Regions from separate parts of the Mus musculus genome. Here all the other regions are linked to region 1. The links are chromatin contacts, called in public HiChIP or PLAC-seq and promoter capture Hi-C maps. All regions are on one chromosome and are shown on one strand. Each heading gives the region's core, a stretch centred on a gene start, on an enhancer-like site or on the middle of the called end of the contact. The rest is flanking DNA. Distances are from core to core; before and after follow the strand shown.

Region 1 (4,865 bases), core at 1,257-3,756:
AGAACACTGGTCAGACTCCTTCCGCACTTAACTGTTTGAACGAGATCAATAATTGCGGCATGAAACCTCAACAGCATTCTCAGAAGTCACTGCAGCGTTTCGCTTTTGCAGTGATAAATATTTGTGTTTACTTCCCATGACCATTACAATTTCAACAGACATCAAATAAAGAGATTATTTCCTTGAGAACAACTGTCGAAGAGATTAACAGTAAACTCAATGGAGATGACTACAGTTTATTCACAGGAGGGGTTGGGAAGACATGGTTTGCCTGTTGTACGGAAGCCTATGTAGAGATAATTGTCAATAGAAGCAGAGAGGCATGCCATCTACAGAGAAGATGGTCCAGTCTGAGCTCACAGAGGGGACGGTTGTCACAAGTGGGACAATAGTACCTCAAAGTTCGGAAGCAATGGCCATGGAGATGGTTCTGTTACAATTGATTGTATTCAGTATACACATCGGGGGAGGGGGAAGGATTCACCACCCAAGGGTGCTATGGAGTTTCAGTGGAGCAGCTGGTTGGCCCCCTGCTGTCTCCCTTCTCCATCAACCCTGCCTGAAAGTGAGATAGCAAATGTAGTTGCTTTCCTATGAATGTCAACGTCTGTTTTAAATAGAATTATGGCTAATTTAGACACATTTAGATTCTTTTAAATTTTTATTTATTTATTTTTAAATTAAAATTATTTTAAACTTTATGTGTTTGAGTGTTTTGCTTTCATGGTAGTCCTGTGCATCACATGTGTGCCTGGTGCCCCGGGATGTCAGTTCTCTGGGAACCAGAGTTACACACAGTTATGATCCACCTCTGGGAATCAAATCCAGGTTCTCTGGAAGAACAGCCGGTGCTCTGAACTGGCGAGCCGCCTCTCTAGCCCTATTTCTATTTATTTTTGTTTATTTCAGACCGGGTATCATCACATGACTCCGGTTGGTGAGGAACTCACTATGTAGACCCTGAACTCGCAGAGATCCACCTGCTTCTGCCTCTGCAATGCTAAGATTAAAGGTGTACCCGAGCATCCACATTAAAAACATTTTTTTAAACCTAGTTTGTCTGCAATGGCACCTGCTGTGGGTGGTGGAGTACACAGAGTAGGATTTGCTACAGAAACAGTTACACTTTGTTAAAAGCTAGTTTATCTACAATATCATCAGAAAATAATGCTCTTTTATTTTTATAATGTGTAAGAGTGCTTGCCTGCATATATGTATGTATGTATGCACACCACATGCACGCCTGGTGCTAAGAGGCCAGAAGAGGGCGTCAGATCCTCTGGAATTGTAGTTACAGAACTGTTAACTACCACATGGGTGCTGGGAACTCAAGTTTTCTGCAACAGGGAACAGCATTCTTTCTTTTTCTTTTCTTTTTTTTTTAAAGATTTATTTATTTATTTATTTATTTATTTATTTATTTATTTATTTATTGTATGTGAGTACACTGTAGTTGTACAGATGGTTGTAAGCCTTCATGTGGTTGTTGGATATTGAATTTAGGACCTCTGGAAGAGCAGTCAGTGCTCTTACCCGTTGAGCCATCTTGACAGCCAGGGAACAGCATTCTTAACCATGGAGACTTCTCTTCAGTTTCTGATCTTTACTTTTAAATGAACTTAAAAGACAACCAGTCACACCATGAGGGAAAGAAAGATCCTAATGATATGACCTAGTGAGGAAAGACCAGGGGCGGTTTTTCATTGACAGGCAGGTAGATTAGTGTTTTGCAGCTGCACAGCTGTACCCAGTGCTTTGAAAATGACTGATGCTGAAGTTGTATCGAAGATTAATTATGTCAAACCTCTGGGATAAGATTCATAAATCAGCGTGTGTGGGATACACACCTGCACGGCTGCCTCCCTTGTGTGATTCGAAGGTTCAGTCAAACTTGTGAATGAATAACTGATCTTTGAGATGATATGTTTTCCATTCAGTTTGAAAAAAGTTGGTTTGTGGACTTAAAAAATTATACCCATTGCATTGTACAACAGAGTTATTACATAGGAAACAGCTTCACTCACAAAGGAAGCAGAAGCAAGCATTACAGGTTTCAGTCATTCTTTTAGATAAGCCAGGGTCTATCTAAAGATAGACACAAGCCCGAAATCTACAGATAATCTTAGAAAAGGAAAAAGATTAGTAGCAAAAAAGCACAAGGAAGACCAGCAGCCACATACAAGACTCAGAGAGAAAACAGCAGAGTTCCAGCATTGACAGTTCTTAGAAGTTACAGTAACTTTCTCCTAGGATTTTCAGAGGCTACAAACATCTCGTTAGTGGAAAGCAGGGCAGCTCTCAGAAACACAATCGAGGGGAGTAAAAGGCTTTATGCTTTGGAGGTCAATACGTCAAGATGGGTGCACTTTGGGGGATCCTCACGCTTAGTCTAGAAGAGGTTAGAACATCAGTCTACGTCCACCGCCAGCAAAGCAAGAGCAGCCGAGCGCGGGAGCCGAACCTTCTGCGCACGCTCGAGCGGCGCGCGGGGCCTTGTGGGAAGGCGCAGACCTCCGGCGGTGGTGTAGGACGCCGTGCGTCTCCCTGGAGCCGGTGAGGTTGGTGGCCGCCGTGGCGGGTGAGTAGGCTTTACCGTTCCCGCTGGCTGCAGGGGCGTGGGGTGGAAGAGCGGGGCTGGGCCCGGGCCGGGAGCAGCGGCGGGGCGCCGGGGCTGGTTCCCGAGTGCGCTCTCCGCGCGCTGCCCAGGGTTCGGCCTGAGCTGGCTCCGCGTCCGGGCTCGGGCGGTCTGCGGTGGCGGGACCTCCGGAGCCACGGTCCCGCGAGGGCGGCGGACCTGCGGGCTCCGTCAGGCCAGGGTATGCAGGCTTGGCTTGATACGGGACGTGAACGTGGTTCCCCAGGCTCTGGAAGTTTCTGGTTGCCTGCGGAACGAACCCCGTCCTGGCAGCATGGGCTGCCCTAGGACCCGGGGGTGGGTGGAAGGAGAGCTGCCGCCCTTACAGCATCTCATGGTCTGCTTGTTTGTTTAGAGACAGGGTTTCTCTGTAGCCCAGGCTGCCCTGCAATTCGCTGTGTAGTAGACCATGCTGGCCTCGAACCGCGGGCCTCTGCCTCCCTCCTGAGTGCTGGGATTGAAGACGTGCAGCGTTTAAGGGTCTCGTTTTGCAGGTGTACTGGTTTGTGTTCAGCAAAGCGTTATGCGGGATTTGTTTATGAATGAAATGCATGCGCATAACCAAAAGTGGACACTGCTTGACGCTTAAACTGCCTCGTTGAGGCTGAGTCAGAAGATCCGTTTTACACTTTTTGTTTGTTTGTTTTGTTTTGTTTTTCGAGACAATGTTTCTCTGTGTAGCCCTGGCTGTCCTGGAACTCACTCTGTAGACCAGGCTGGCCTTGAACTCAGAAATCCGCCTGCCTCTGCCTACCGAGAGCTGGGATTAAAGGCGTGCATCACCACTGTCGGGCCGAGCCGTTTTAAACAGCCTCTTTTTACTGGGGGTGGGGGGTGGGGGGGGGGAAAGCTCTTATAACCTCCCTCCAAGTATTCCTATCTTAAGGTACCTAGTCCAGTCACTTTACCCATTGTATCTATCTGCCTGTCTGTCTTCTGTCTCTCTTACAGTCTTCAGCATCTTTCACATGTTGGCAAATGCTATGTCCTAGCCCTTTAAAACTTACTCTTAAGGTGTGCTAAGGCGTCATGTTGAGTTTAATTTGTGAGGCCCCCTCTGCCTCCTGGATAGCTGGAACCAGAAGCAGTGGTCGACTGTGCACCGCTGTGAGCTTCATGTGCTTCCAATGGAGTTACATTAGGAAAGACAACGTTAACCCCTGTCCCATGTAACGTGATTCATTTAACTCATTTCTATCCGTAAAAATCCTGCGACTATTCTCAGTCTTTTTATGACCTAACGCCATGAACATACGAGCACGTGTGTGCGCTGCTAAACTTTCCTACTTAACATGTTAATTTTCTCAGGCGGTGGGTGGGTGGCAGCTCTCATATGGGCCCAGCTCCCTATAGGTACTGCCACCTCCTTTTTCTGATCTTCCTGTTCCCTAAGGCTGCCACTCTTCAGGCCCTGCCGAGCTTCCGTCAGTACAGTCTCTGAGCACGTTCAAATGCAAGAGTTTCTACCTTATTAATGGTGTCACCCACATTTCTCTCTAGTCCTTTCTATCTACTCAATACCTTCTGATGGCCCCTAAGTGCTCACATTCAACATATTCCAGACTGAAACAATCCTCTTACTCATCTGCCCCCTCCCCCAACGTGCGCGTTTTCCTTTTACAATTGCATTGCTTTGCCAAAGTTTTATTTTCACGCTATGCATATGTGGCGTGCGACGGTGCATGCATGTGCCATGGCACACACATCAGACGACAACTTTGTGGAGTCAGTTTTCCCTTTGCACCTGTGTGTGGGTGGGGTACCAGGGATCGTGTGGGTACCACTAGGTATCACCAAGCCTTAACGTTGTTAGGCTTGCGTCGTGTTGAGTGCTCTAGTCAGGAGCCTCCTTTCCAGTCCCTCAGAGCTGGATTTCTTGACTTAAAAAGATATTACCAGTTTCTACCAAGCAGAAATCTAGAACATCGTTTAAATCTTTCTCTTCTTCCCAACGTCTCGATCTAATCAGGCATCGGGTTATTTTTATATTACCAGTCAATTACTTTTATGTGACTTTTAGAATGTCGGCTATCACCCCCAGGCCTGGTGTGTTACTGTCTGCCCCGAGTCAACTTTTCACCTCTTCTTTGTCCCTCAGCTTTTCTCTGCTGCCTGGTCCTCCCTGCTCCTCACTTGATTGGCCTACTCTGACCTTGAGTCTTTTGTTACTACTGGGCTCTCAGGCATGCACCATCTCACCAGGTGTAAATGCGGTTTTCTACTTAACAGT
Region 2 (4,382 bases), core at 1,778-4,277, 340 kb before region 1:
TGGGTGTGGGAAGTAAAGTAAGGCTGTACGGAGGCACTGGGCCCCGTGGGTTTTACAGCAGACTTGAGAGCTAGAACTGGAGCTCATGCTGACCTGAGACACAGTGCTTAGTGCAAGTCCAGGCATGGTTTTATTCAGCGGTAGAGCTCCTGCCTCCCAAGCACAAGGCTCTGGCCTTGACCCTCAGTACCACACACACAGTAATGGTCACAGCCGGTCATTCTCTCCAGTGGACGGATCCCCATGATGCTCGGCTAGAGAGGCCACAGCCCACAAAACTTTACACTGGGACTAGGAGGGTCTTTATAGGGAAGAAGTCATCTGCATGAGAGGGAAGAGACTAGGAAGCAGAGGGGACCTGGGTAAGTGGGTAGGTAGACTGCCAGCTGTGATGTTCCCATGGCAGTGAGACAGACCATCAGAGTGAAGCTAATGTTTCCAGGGTGACGCTCAGGCTTTCTTACACATCCTCTGCAGTGTTCTCCAAACTCCCTCTGATAAGCCAGGACCTTATGCAAGGTCATATGGGAAAGAGTAATTATTCTCCATAAGTATAGGTGTTGCCTGCCTGTCCTCTTTAAAATACATTAGCAGTATTTCTGGGTATTTGTTCTTGAAATTACACATAAGGAGACAAAGTCATGTGTACAGTGGGGAAGCTGTATTTTTACCATGATAAGGTGGTCTCTGAGCATAATAGTCACGTGCTTCTGTTTTGTTATCTTCCTGTCTCAATGTCTGCTCGGGAAGTCTGTTGGAACTTTTCTTCCTGAGACAAGCAGTGTGGGTCAGCGTAGCTATGGGAGAGCTGAAGAGTTAAACAACACGCCGTTGCTAGGAATAGGATACTTCTGGATTTGTCTGCTTTATTGGGCAAGAAAAAAAAGAGATACCAATGATCATTTATGTCATCATGGTAACGTTCATGGAGAAAAAACCTCCTCAGCTCCCCAGTTTCAGTTTGAAAACACTGTAGAGTTTTCTGGGGCCGAAGAGATGGCTCCGTGTTTAAGACCACTGGATGTTCTTGCAGAAGACCCAGGTTTGCCTTTCAGTATTCACATGGCAGCTTAAAATAGTCCATCTCCAGTTTCAGGGGATCCACATGCAAGTGGTACACAGACAGACATTCAGGCACAACACTGATATGCATAGGTAAATAAATATATATTTTAACTTAAAAACACAACACTAGGGCTGGTGAGATGGCTCAGTGGGTAAGAGCACCCGACTGCTCTTCCGAAGGTCAGGAGTTCAAATCCCAGCAACCACATGGTGGCTCACAACCATCTGTAACAAGATCTGACTCCCTCTTCTGGAGTGTCTGAAGACAGCTACAGTGTACTTACATATAATAAATAAATAAATCTTTAAAATATATATATATATATATATATAAACAAAAAAACAAAAAAACACAACACTAGAATTTTTCTTTACAGAGAGGCTTCTTCCCAGCTTCAGGCTGGCAGCTCATCAAATAGAATAGAAAAGGAGCAAAGACACTATAAACAACTCCCTCCTCAAACAAGGCCGCACAGACAAGCAGATGCTTGATGCTGACCAAGGCTCTTCAGGGAATAGGAAGGCAGTTTCTTAGGCACCCGCAGCCCAGCCGGGGGCAGCTGTGCTCCCAGAAAAGTGGCAAGCGGTCTGACCTACAGTGCTTGTCAGATGGCTTTAGAGGCAAGACGGACAGCAAGACTCTGAGCTGGGGGACTTTAGCCGCTTATTTCAAAGGAGATCTAAGACCTGCTAGGCTAAGAGAATCTCTGTCCGAGAGCTCTTGCCAGTGGAGAAGGAAGGGACCTTTGTTTTCATGAACTACAGGCAACTGCTGTGGCACTGCTGCTGCCCTTTCATCCTGAGCACTGTGACCCCGTCTCTCATTTCTCTCTCCTTGGTCCCCAGCCTCCTCAGTGAGGTGGCACGGAGGATTCCTTTTGTAGCTTATTTTGAGCGTGGCAGTGTCTTGCAGGACCACGGCAGTTTTCTTCACTTGAGGAGAGAACGACTTGCATCTAAACTCAGCCTGCATATCAGATTACACATCTCAGCTAATGGAAGGGGGTGTCAGGGTCACCAAACTCCATCTCCTGGGACGAGGGAAGATGGAACGGGGCCTAGAGCATGCCGTAGAGCTGGCTAGTGGCTCGTGGGATGGAGGGAGACCCAGCAGTGAGAAAAGATTCCCTGTTCTCCTCAGTCTAGCAGTCTTGTGTAGTTGGTGCTCTCTGGGAGGGAGGAAAACCCTGACTATGTAAAAACTTGTCTAGGTTTCCTTCTGAAAACTAGAATACTTATGTATAACATGTCAACCCTTCCCCTGTCTTTTTAAACTTCAAGCTAGTGATTCCAAAAGTAATGACCACTGGACACCTGGGAGAGAAATGCCTGCGTGGCTTTTGTGCTTGACTATCCGTCTCTCTCTGCCCAGGTTCTCTCTGCTTTCTCTTTAGACCTCATTGCTTGATAAAGTATATACCCTACCTGCCCCTGTGAAAAGATTGACTGTTTAGTTACCTGCCTATATACTATAGCTTTTGGTACCCTGAATATATAACTATAATATATATTTATAATATATATAAATATAACATGGATAACATAGTAGACTAAGTAGATCCTATCCACTTCTCTGAGAGGAAACTTACCCATTCCTTTTTGGTTAATTTTCTCTCAATAGAGATTATAGTTTACTATATATAAATCTTTGTTTGCCTAGGCAGATATGCCTGCATTCATAACTGTTTTCACAAATGGAGATACATCATTTAGGGACATTATTGTTTGGCAGTTAAACTGAACACTTAGATTTGAAAACATACCATCTGGTTGCACCTTGATTCCTTTTCGTTATTTAAAGCTTCAGGGAATATTGCACAGAGATCAGAGCTGCAGCAGAACGGTCTTCAGGCCTGGCCCATCACCTTAGAGCTCTTGGTTTGGTTTCCCTGAAGCTGCCTGTGCGTCTGTATCTATGGGCCCTTTCTCTGGTCTAGACCAGGGTTGGGTGTATTCCTGGCAGGATTCCCTGTGGACAGTGGCTCACTGCTCTGGCATCCTGGTGTGTAAATATTTGTCAAAAGACGGGGGCTTTTTCCCATTCCTCAAAAAACATTCTGAAAAATGTCCCTGTTTTCATAGTCATATTTCCAAGCTGTGGCTCAGTTAGCCCATTCATTCCTTTCAGTTGACAGACACTGGCTTGGCCTTAGCTATCCACATAAAGTAAGTATGCTGTAATTTTTGGCCTAATAACTTTTAAGCGTTAGGACCAGGACTCTGGACCTAAAGGAACCACAGACAGCATAGTTACTGTTCTAAAAGACATTGCTTTGTTGACTAAGAATCGCACATCTCTTCTATCAAATATTTTAATTCATCATGCGCACACTTGATACTGAAGAAGTGATGCAGTGATGAGAAAGCTAACCACCTCGCTTCGTCATGCTAGGACCTGACGCCTGGGTTCCCAGGGGAGGGTGCTGTGCTATTGCAGGCATTTCCTAGCTTGTCTCAGGGGTTTCTGGTCTTAGATTTGCGCGAAACCGAAGCAGTTTGCTGCTGCACATGGCTGAGAAGGCCTCAGATGCGGAGCTGGGTTTTCTCTGTGTGCAACTGTAATAGTTGAAGTCTTTAATTCCAGCACTCAGGTCTCAGACAGGACATGTACCACAGGTTCAAGGCTAGCTTGGGCTTTATAGTGAGTTTAGGACAGTCTGCTACAGAGTGAGACCCTGTCTCAACCCAAGCAGTGAGAAGAGGAAGGAGAGGGAAAATGTCAGGGAGGGAGAGGAAGGAGAAAAGGGCAGAGGGAGAATAAGACCAGAGCCCAGGATCCACTTGCTCAGCACAGACACTCAGACAGCTCCCACTGCACTCCTGTCTCCTCTCTCCGGTTCTCATCTTCCTCCTCCCCTCCAGTTTTCTGCTAGTCTGGCTAGCAGCTGCCTATCTGCTCTGGTTTCCAGCAGTTAACTTAGTTGTGTGATACTTAAGAAGTATGATTAATAAAGTCTTTATATTAAGGAAAACTGGATATTTAAAAATTATCTGTTGAAGCATTCGTTGAGTTGGCTGCCATCCATAGCATAATACATACGCATATGTTAATGACATTCTGATTGTGCTAGTGTTTGGACTGTTCTAATGTGTAATGTCTTCCTGCAGATCATCAATTTCTACATGAACATGCTAATGGAACGCAGTAAAGAGAAGGGGTTTCCAAGTGTACATGCGTTTAATACCTTCTTCTTCACTAAGCTAAAAACAGCTGGTTATCAGGCAGTGAAACGCTGGACAAAGAAGGTGGATGTATTCTCCGTTGATATTCTTCTGGTGCCCATTCACTTGGGTGTGCACTGGTGTCTAGCTGTGAG
Region 3 (4,351 bases), core at 822-3,321, 360 kb before region 1:
CACAACAATTCTGATTTTCCTTTAGGTCGCTGTGGGGCTGTGCTGTCTCCATGGCAGCCCTTACTCCCTGACGTGGGATCTCCCAGGTGAACTCACAAGTCACCCGCACACCCAGTCTGCCTAGCTAGATTGCTCCAGGAATTCCATCTCCACCTTGTGAACACTGGAGTTCTAGGCAGGCTGCCGTCTATTCCCCAATGGCGTTTAGCTGGTCCTGGGGAGCCAGAGCCCATCCTCGGCTCTGTCTGCTCTCAGCCTAGAACGGATCTCTTTATGGTTTTATTTGGGAGGAGCAGCCTTTTCTTGGAGGCTCATCCTCATATCACCCAGAAGGGAAAAATCAAGCTGCCAAGACAGCAGCGACACAGAAGCAAAACAAAGACAAGAAACAGTGAAGGACAGTCACTAGGCCACGGACATAGGGAGGGAGGGAGGGAGGGAGGGAGGGAGGGAGGCAGCAGCAGTGTAGAATACACTGGGAACTTAAAAGTTAGTAAAGGTAAACATGAGAAAAACTGAAGAGTTAAAACAAAGGAGTCTAGGAAAGAAAAAAGGAAGAAAGAAGCAAGGGTACAGGAAAAGAGTAATTTACAGAAAACAAAGACATTTAACATTTTCCTACTGTCGGGGGTCAGAGATAAGACTTGAGTCCTACTCTCTGGCCAGTAATTAAATCCTGCCGCTCCAGAACTTTATTCTACAGGATCCCGACCCCTTGGGACCTCTGTCCACCAAACGCTTGCTTAGTTTTTCCTTTTGTTTTAATCGTTTAGCTGTCAACTGTCAGGAGATTGGAGTGGTCATACTTCACAATTGAAATGTCTATGACAGTGCAGCAACAGTGAAAGGCTCGGGAAGGGAAACATTAGTGCCTGCTTACTTTCAGAATTGGTTACTTAGTTCATTCTGCTTTTACTAAGCCTTTACAATCACACAAAATGGTAGTGCTTCTATTGAATATGTCCTCTAATGCATTTTGTGAAAATGAGTGGCTGAGAAAAGCAAAGAAGCCGTGTCTGTTGGTGAGCCCAGCATGGCTGTGTGTAGAGTGGATGCTTGCACTTGCAGGAGGCCTTGTCTCCCTCCCTGTGACCTCCTTTTTTCTGCTCGTCCTTGATGTTAAGACTCCTGAGTGCACCAAGCACCTTCCTGTCTTAGGCTCGGTGTTTGTGTATACACAGCCTTCTACTCCCCATCTGCTTCCTCCCTTAGTTGAGGTTTCTGCTGAAAGGTCATCTTAGAGAGATTGTGCCTCTTCTTGCTCTTTGCCTCCATCACTTTTATCCCCCTTGTCCTTTAAGTTTCTTCATGCCATGAACAAGTTTTTGATTGACAGTCTTTGTAATAACTATAATATAAACTTCACAAAAGCTGGCAATTTATTTTATTCAGTTTGTGAGTCTCAAATGACTAGAGCACAGTAGATGTTCAGTTCAGTGAGTAAATTCTACAGATTATATGCTTTTTTTTTTTAAATACTAAATTGAGACTTAGAGAAAAATAAGTGAATGGTGGAGATAGAAGCCATCTTTAAAGAGTCCTTGCACCTGTGTAGAATAAGGAGCTGTTTGCAGGATACCTCTGATGGCAGTTGGCTGTATGCTTCTCTCCTCAGGACCTTTGTAATCAGCATCAGCACTCAAGGGGTTATTCAGCATTCTAATTTACAAGTCTTATTTTTGTACTCCTTATCATCTGAGTGATTAAATAATTGCTTCTGACTTTCTGGTTTCCTAGTCAATACCTTCTCAGCACTGTTAGCCCACCGTGGTTTTCCACAGCATGCTATCTCTGAAAGCTGAGTCTGCTTGTCATCTCCCACGCACAGTCATTAATGCATGATATTTCCCTATCTTCAGGACTGCTAGAGCTTTGGCAGAAAATCTGAGATCTACATGCCGATTTGAGAAGTGTGTTTAAGATCTTTTCTCTCTCTCCCTTACAGACAGTTCAAGAAGAAGAGAAGGAGATCTACAGACAGCTGCTGCAGATGGTCACAGGGAAGCAGTTCTGTGTAGCGAAACCCACCACACATTTTCCGTTACGCCTGTGAGTCACGAACGCATCTTTCGTATGAACGTAACTGTACAGTTTGCTACTTGATATTGAAACTGCACTCTTCTTTTACTAGGTCTCGGTGTCTTAGTTCCAATAAGAACTCTTTGAAAGACTCGCTGTTGAGAAACGGAAACTCTTGTGCATCTCATGTCATTGGTTCTGATACGTCATCCTCTGGATCTGCCAGCATTTTAACTGCACAGGAGCAGTTGTCCCACAGTGCACATTCCCTGTCATCTGGTACCCCAGATGTTGCCTTTGGATCCAAAGACTCTGATCCTCACCATCACCTCGCTGCACCTCATCAGCCAAATAGCTTACCAGCATCAAATACACAGTCCGAAGGTAAATAATACTAACAGCCAGGTAACTCTTCATTGGATCTGTTGTAGGCAAAACTGTAGTACATATAACTCAGTACATAATAGATTTTAATTGAATACATGTGATCCAGGTAGCTAAGCCGTGCTAACACCAAGCCCAGGTCAGATTCGTTCCTCTCTTCCCTCCTTTCTCTTCCCTCTCCCCCTCTCTTGCTCTTTAAAGGATGCTCCTTTCTCCTACGCACCCATGACTTGCTATACTATTTGATTTATTTCTAAAGGGCTCTTACTATGTATGTGCCCTGCCTGCTTGGCACTTGCTATGTGGTAGGCTGGCCTTGAACTCGTGCCAGTCCTCCCCAGAGAGCTGGGATTACAGGATCCTCTACCATGCTAGGCTAAATGTTTTAACTTCCTGAGAAGAGTCAAAGCTCACTCAGCCCAGCTGCTTCAGGGATTGCTTTTTGTTTCTCTTACTTTATAATGCACGTGGGAGGTTCTCTGCAGTTCTGTGGACTCTCAAACATTAATCAAGTATTTATCGTATACCCCTTAATTTTGATAGATGCTTCAAAATTCAGAGTTTAAAGACATTTTGGAAACGAGTCTCCTGCCTGACTTTGAGCTAACCCAAATACCTGGCCTAAGCCTTGGTGCTGGTAAAGACTCTGTGATGTAGTTAATCCTCATTTTTAAATATGTCTTCAGATTATAATGGAAAACAAGTTTTAAATTAAGTGATTAGATAGTAGGACTCTTTGGACATACACAGCACCTATCTCCTTTCTCAGTTCATTTGATTTTCTATTGTTATTTTCTATTATTATTACTATTACTATACTCACTGTCTGAAAATTTTTACTTGGGGATTCAACTTTTGGTGATATCACTATTTAACTACACATTATTTATATTACATTTTATGAAGTAATTTATTGAGAATACTCTTAATTTCCAAAAATCTAAAATTAAAAAATTCTTCAACCTCAGAAATACCTATCATGTAGTAGGATTCTGAGATGGAGCTAGACTGGAACAACGTGTGGCATAGCATTGGCCGTGCCCTAGTATAAGTGAGGGCGGAGTCCCAGCACTGGAGAAGGTCAGGAGCCCTGCCCTCAGTGAGTGTTCAGAGACACGGGGGAAAATCTGTACATCCATATGGGGTCTATAAGTCTGCCTGTGTCGTTGTCGTCTTCCCTTTTTAACCCTAGTTTAGTATGTGTTATATTATGAACTCAAGACTTAAAAATTGTGCCATGTCTTGTTCCCTAGAGACAGGAGGAGGGAACACAGAGTAGGCACAGTCTATGGGTAGATGCTGATGGACAGATGTGCTTGTGCCTCTGATGGCTCTTATTTGTGAGGCACAGTGGAGCTGCTCCTCTCTCTTCCATCTTAACTGTATGCTTAGGCTGGCTGCTGTTTGCCCTATGCTTAATGTTCTGCCGTCGACGTATAACATGACACCATGTAGACGCTTCAACTTAAATGAGAACTGGTAAGTGCTCAGTTTTACCATAATGAAATGCTCTTGTGTTTCTCTATTTAGGGTCAGACTCTGTGATTTTACTTAAAGTGAAAGAATCTCAGACTCCAGCTTCCAGGTAAATCTAGGGAAAGGGTCAGTGGCCATCCCCACTCCACCCCTTTACTGACAATAACATAGTATAAACATCTCTTTCATGTGTTTTTCAAATTATTTTAGTGACTTCCTGTTGTCTTTCCATCCAGCCTTCCTTCTCTTCCTTCTTCCTTCCTTTATTTTATTTATTTATTTTTTTTCTTTTTGTTTTTTCGAGACAGGGTTTCTCTGTGTAGCCCTGGCTGTCCTGGAACTCACTCTGTAGACCAGGCTGGCCTCGAACTCAGAAATCCACCTGCCTCTGCCTCCCAAGTGCTGGGATTAAAGGCGTGCGCCACCATACCCGGCTCCCCCTCTTCCTTCTGTCTTGCACCATCCCAAGTAG

Evidence for each region. Promoter capture Hi-C pulls out the DNA fragments that hold promoters and counts their contacts. HiChIP or PLAC-seq counts read pairs in DNA pulled down with a chosen protein or histone mark.
Region 2: a promoter capture Hi-C map of the SN4741 cell line shows a contact between it and region 1, with 2.8 times the contacts expected there. The contact joins the enhancer-like site here to the promoter of Rpap3 in region 1. A contact is called at or near these places in 1 of 39 promoter capture datasets (the SN4741 cell line), 3 of 484 Hi-C or Micro-C datasets (cerebellum, embryonic stem cells and palatal mesenchyme) and 2 of 115 datasets of contacts at active chromatin or transcription factors (embryonic stem cells and pro-B cells).
Region 3: a contact with region 1 is called in an H3K27ac HiChIP or PLAC-seq map of regulatory T cell precursor, with 2.2 times the contacts expected there. The contact joins the enhancer-like site here to the promoter of Rpap3 in region 1. A contact is called at or near these places in 2 of 39 promoter capture datasets (cranial neural crest and hippocampal neurons), 4 of 484 Hi-C or Micro-C datasets (cerebellum, embryonic stem cells, nephron progenitors and 1 more) and 1 of 115 datasets of contacts at active chromatin or transcription factors (regulatory T cell precursor).

The regions. Positions count from the first base shown.
Region 1 is chr15:97,703,463-97,708,327 of GRCm38.p6, reverse strand. Rpap3 (RNA polymerase II associated protein 3) reads left to right here and starts at 2,506. Exons shown (of 17, transcript NM_028003.2): 1 at 2,506-2,578.
Region 2 is chr15:98,048,181-98,052,562 of GRCm38.p6, reverse strand. Senp1 (SUMO1/sentrin specific peptidase 1) reads left to right here. Exons shown (of 18, transcript NM_144851.5): 14 at 4,174-4,377. Among named protein-coding and RNA genes, the nearest start is that of Gm41395, 14 kb to the right of the region's middle. Within about 2 kb of position 3,027, at least 44 of the 459 cell types and tissues checked have an H3K27ac peak or open chromatin away from gene starts, as enhancers often do. A contact at or near this core is called in the SN4741 cell line, where this site is marked.
Region 3 is chr15:98,064,456-98,068,806 of GRCm38.p6, reverse strand. It overlaps Senp1 (SUMO1/sentrin specific peptidase 1), which reads left to right. Exons shown (of 18, transcript NM_144851.5): 7 at 1,946-2,049; 8 at 2,132-2,403; 9 at 3,934-3,988. Among named protein-coding and RNA genes, the nearest start is that of Gm25668, 3.1 kb to the left of the region's middle. Within about 2 kb of position 2,071, at least 23 of the 459 cell types and tissues checked have an H3K27ac peak or open chromatin away from gene starts, as enhancers often do. A contact at or near this core is called in regulatory T cell precursor, where this site is marked.